Linked DNA regions of Lactuca sativa: region 1 is linked to region 2. A link is a contact called in public Hi-C data. All regions are on one chromosome and are shown on one strand. Each heading gives the region's core, a stretch centred on a gene start, on an enhancer-like site or on the middle of the called end of the contact. The rest is flanking DNA. Distances are from core to core; before and after follow the strand shown. Region 1 holds the start of LOC111910157. Region 2 holds the start of LOC111919963.

Evidence for each region. A called contact is a pair of places that touch in the nucleus more often than the background predicts.
Region 1: a Hi-C map of leaf shows a contact between it and region 2, with 7 times the contacts expected there. The contact joins the promoter of LOC111910157 here to the promoter of LOC111919963 in region 2. A contact is called at or near these places in 4 of 4 Hi-C or Micro-C datasets (bud, leaf and seed).

What each region holds. Positions count from the first base shown.
Region 1 is chr5:282,036,564-282,039,263 of Lsat_Salinas_v11, forward strand. It overlaps LOC111910157, which reads right to left and starts at 1,314. Exons shown (of 1, transcript XM_023905933.1): 1 at 745-1,314. The coding sequence starts at 1,314. The coding sequence ends at 745. LOC111910177 (protein RICE SALT SENSITIVE 3) reads left to right here. Exons shown (of 7, transcript XM_023905952.3): 7 at 70-742. The coding sequence ends at 576.
Region 2 is chr5:281,899,576-281,902,275 of Lsat_Salinas_v11, forward strand. LOC111919963 reads right to left here and starts at 1,310. Exons shown (of 20, transcript XM_052771695.1): 1 at 1,153-1,310; 2 at 663-969. The coding sequence starts at 757.

The DNA.
Region 1 (2,700 bases), core at 64-2,563, 140 kb after region 2:
CTGTGATCCACCATTTTTGATCATCTTTAACCAATGAAAACCAATCTGTATGTGTTTATGTGTGATCAGGTACCTGAAGACCTTCATTTTGTGCTTCGAATGAGACATACCTTTGAATCACTTGGCTACCAATCTGGTTTCTATCTCTCCCAGTTATTTGCATCGACATCTTCAAATCCATTAAAGCAATCAACAGTCCCGATCCACTCACCACCAACCGCCGCCTTTAACTGGGCGGCGCAGAAGCCAATGCAATCGCCAAATTTCCAGAATCCTACAAGACTAGGGTTTGCGCCTAAAGACGAGACTCACATGTTCCTTCTTCCTCATTCATCTGAACCACAAATGGGAAATATGATGGGTTCTGATCATGTTGAAAGCGACATCAAATGGCCTAATGGGCTGTCGTTCTTTAATGCACTCACCGGAAGAAGTGATGACGCGAAGCTTTTATTCAATGCAGAAGAAGGACTCGGTGGTGGAAAGCAGCCAGACGGTGGCCAGAATTTGAATCATGATAAACATAATCCCGAGGCTGCTATGTACACCGATGTTATGGAGAATTTCTTGGAGTGATGTGTTTAGTAATCGTTGTTTTTCGTAATGTTTAGTAGTCGTTTTTAATCGTTTTTAGATGTTTATGTATCTCGTTTGGATTAACTTAGTCAAACTTTTTGATATAAACACTGAATCCACCATGAAATTAGCAAAATTAGAAGGAAAAAACATTGAAAATTGAGCAGTCTAAGGCTCCATAGCATGACAACGTTTGCATGTTGATACAACCCACCGGAAAAACTTCCGGCAATACCCTTTTTTCGGAGTGCATTTCTTCTTCTCCGGCGACCCAATTCTGTTCTCTTCACCTTTTCTTCTCTGGGAAGGCCGGCGGTTTAGCATCGGAACCGGCGCCATGAACTGCCACCTTTGAGCGGGAAGATGATGATAATTGTTACAGTAGCGAACAGGGCTCCGACTTCCTTTTTCAAGGAAGATCTTGCTTTTCACAGCAACTCCGGCGGAAGCGTCACTGGTGCTTGTTCTGGCGCTGCTGCAACTGCTACTGCTGCTGCTGGTTCGGCTGTTAGTACTGTTGCTCCGGGATGACACGAGCGAATCTTTACTACTACTAACGCTGCTGGTTCTTGAAAGGATGAAGCTTCTTGGCTGAATGGGAAAAGTGTGGAGGAGGAATTTGCCATTGGAGAACAAATGGTCTGCTAATTCGGAATCTAATTCCATGTCTGGTGATATCGCCGGAAAAGTGAAGTTGTCGCCGGAGGAATTGCTTTTATGCCGGGGATGATTCTCCATGGTGGTTTAATGTTTATGCATTGGGATGAACAGATTCACAAAACATATATATGATCGGAAAGTTCTTGAATTGAGGGAATGGGACCAATTAGGTCTGTTGTTTTCCCCTAAAGGGAAGGTCATCTGGGGTCGTATGTTTTGCCACATTCATAAAGCTTCAACGTGGCCAACTCCTTAGATTTTGTGATCAAAATGTGACTTCTTTCTAAAAGATACAAAAGATCATAATTGGGAATTAACAATTTTTTTACCCTTTCTTCATAGATGAATTGATAGTTATAATTAATAATGATGGATTCAGATCTTGAAACTTTGTTGCGTAACATTATTATAAGAAAAGGTTATGATAATTGACAAACACCCAACTTCAAACCTAAGGATGGGATGTCATCCTGAATATCGTTATGAAGTTTCTAGTTATGCATGTCAAAACAATATCCATGTTCTTAAACAAGTTGTAGTTATCCATGCGAACACAGTTAAAACCTTGAACAACAAATTTCCATTAAGAGAATTGGAGAAAGAAAATTTTAGCTGATTCGTATATAACAATTTTTCTCCATCACAATAATTTATGTTTTAAAATGTTGTATTATACAACTATATAATGCATGAATTGTTGTGTATGGCAAAAAAATGTTGTATACGAATCACTTCCTTGAAAAACTAGTAGGATTTGGGATCATTAGTTGATTGATTATGAAATGTCAAGTAAATGATGAATGCCACAAAGTCCATATGAGAGTAATGAAAAAGAAAAAGAACCATTATAGTTTTAAAATACGTTTATATCAAATTCCACATAATTACATAAAGAAAAAAAAAGGACAAAAGCATAGTTCAAAAGGATAATGCAAGTTGGATGGATGGCCACATTTTAATGGCCTCTGTTGGGCTCCCACAAGACCAAGTAATGATGAGTGCAACTTAACTTTTCCAAGTTGTCACCAAGAAAAAGCTATAATTCCATAACATTCTTACTGACTATATATAACATATCAAAGATATCGATGTCAAGTTGTTTAAAGTTTTCTTTTGATTTATTTACTCAAACAGTATCAAAATCTTTCATTAGGACTATATATAAGTTATAACCTATCAAGGATATCGACAGATATCGGCGTCATGTTGTTTAAAGTTTTCTTTTGATTTATTTAATCAAACACAGTATCAAAATCTTTCATTAGGAAAATACAAGTAAAATAACAAAAAATATATATATCCCTCAGCTTTGACGCATTGATTCCATCCTTTTTCCTTTTCATATACCATAGCTTTTAGAAATGATCGATCACTAGATGGTAAACTTTATAAATAAAAAAAAAATAGAAAATTTTATTAAAAAAATCGATCACATGCAAAGCTTGCTTTTCAATCAATGATTAG
Region 2 (2,700 bases), core at 60-2,559:
ATCATAATTCCGAACATGACACATACTCATATGGTGCATGATCCGATTTAATATATTTCATATGGGCTGTGATATACTGAGTGGCCCTAGTCGAGTGTATTTCATGGACACCTTTAGTGAAAAATTTCCTTAATGAAAAGCAATATACGGTTACTTTTTCAAGATAACCTAAATACAGAAGTAATGACCTATATCAGTTTCACCAAACTAAATACTAGATTTGATGCAATAATACCTGGTAAAATTACATTTGTACTAATTTTATGATCCCATGAAGGATGCCACTCATGCCATGAAACCACAGCCCACATGGCTTTCATGTCACTGAATGCTCTATTTGAGTTTCAACACTCTCAATACAATATATTCAACTTGCTCCTGATATGTCCAATTGTCCACAACTCCTAAACTTTTTCATGGACTTATAAAACCTTAGCTAAATCATGAATATGCAAGAAGTCACAATTGGGCAGGAACATTCCAATGTTCCCAATTTTTTAAATTCAATCGACTGTTGTTTCTTACTGTGGTCCTATAATAAACAGAAATGCTTTAATAACCCATGCTAGTCAATCCTCCAGTGTTAATTAGTTAATACATGTACATTAAACATATGATGAAAGGAGAATTCAGTACTTGCAGAATGAATTTCCAAGACTTACCCCTTATAGACATCCCCAAAAGATCCCCTTCCAATGAGTTCCAAGTCGCTAAATCGGGATCCTGCTGCCTCCATTATAGCTACTGCGTCTGCCATCTCCACTAAAAGAGTAAACCCCTTTCCTTCTTCAAACAATCATATGGATAACAATGACATGGTATCTGGAATTCCCAATTCCAGCTTGGACTTCACAATGCTTATTGGCCGAGGGTCAATTCACTTATGCTTGAAATCTGAAACACGCATTGAAAAAAGAAAGAGAGATCGCCGCACGATCAGCGATAACTTCGTTCCCACAATTCACACACCTACCAAGTAAAACCAAATAGTATACAATAAGCGTGAGTGGATGACGAAATGAAATCGCAATGTAGTAAGCAAAAGACTCGAAGACGCAATCAATAGAATGATTAGGTATGAGTGAAATGACAGTCAAGCGATTGATTTGAAATTTTTTGCTAGAAGAACAACAATTGAAAGCGAAAGACTACCTTAACCTAAGGATTCTGTGAAATCACTTATTAGGGCTTGGATTGAAGCAGGAGTTAGGGTTTGTGGGATGGAATTAAACACTTGGTGTGAAATTCAAGGAGCTTGAAAGGGGATCAAGATTCAAGAAAGAAACAAATGGAAATGAAAAGTTGTCTGATTCCTGTAAATATTTGGCAGAAATTCTGTAAAAAAAGCCGTTATTTAGGGTACAGGAAGGACGGTAAAAACACATACTCGCACACTCCAAAGCCAATACTCGATTTTTACTTTTTCTTTTTAGTTATAAAAGTTTTTTCTTTATATATGTTTTTTTAGAACGTCAAATCTACTTTAACTATTTTTAATTTAACTTATGTCTTCAATGAGACTTGAACCCTCAATCTCTAGGAGGGAGAACAACATTCGATACCTGGGGCAGAGCTTCAACATTTTATTTGGAGGGCCAGAAATATAATATGCATAAAAATCAGTGAGCAAGGGAGTCACAGCGAAACTTTTATATTTTTTGACCTAATATGTATAAAATTAATATATAGGGGTTACTTCTAACAAAAAATCAAGGGAAGCCACAGCCCCCCCCCCCCTAGATAAGCTTTGTCCCCACCCGATACCGTTAGGCTAGAATTTATTATTGAATTTTTTATTTTCTTAAAAAAAATGTAATTTAAACCGTTTATTTGGAATCCAATGGAGTATTAGTCTTTTTTTTTGGAAACTACGGAATATTATTGAAAAACGAAGCCACTACCCAACAAGCAAGGGACGACAAAGAAGAAAATTACAAAATACTGAAAGGAGAACAACAATAATGCAAAGAAAGAAATTACAAAATACTGAAAGGAGAACAACACCAACTGGAGCAATTACAATCACCTAATCTACCCCTAAACTTCATCCAATTGAAGACCATAGAGATGATCGGCTCCACCGTTTTAGAATTGGAGATGACACATTATTGAAGATCAAATTGTTCCTAGCTCTCCAAATACTCCACATGGAGCCATAAACAATAGAGAGAAGATTTTTTCTTTTCTTATGGCATTGACCCCACTGCACCGCAAAGCATAAGATGTCATGAACCGTGTCGAAAGTAGGTGGGGGATACCACACCACTTGAACATCCAGCCAAGCCAATGTAGTATTAGTCACTAATTTTCTTTCTACATGAATGAAAATAAAATAAAATCTATCATAATAAATAAATATTATTTTTGTCAAATGTCAGCTTTTCATTGAATTTGACATGTGTTATTTTTCTAAAAAATTTCGAATTATTTTTTCCGCTTGCCGTTTTTGTGATTTTTTTCTCTTTTTATTTAAATTTTACCTATTAAATGTCACATCACATTAATTAATTTTAAGGGAAATGACACAAATGACCTACAAAGTTTTTAGGGTTGATCGATTCAGTCCCTAAAGTTTTTGTCGAGCTTTATGAGTCTCTAAACTATGATACGACCTGCTTTTTTAATCATTGTCAATCTGTAATGTCGGTTCACCATGCGGCAGTGACCATTTAGACAAAAAAAAAAAAAAAAAAAAAAAAA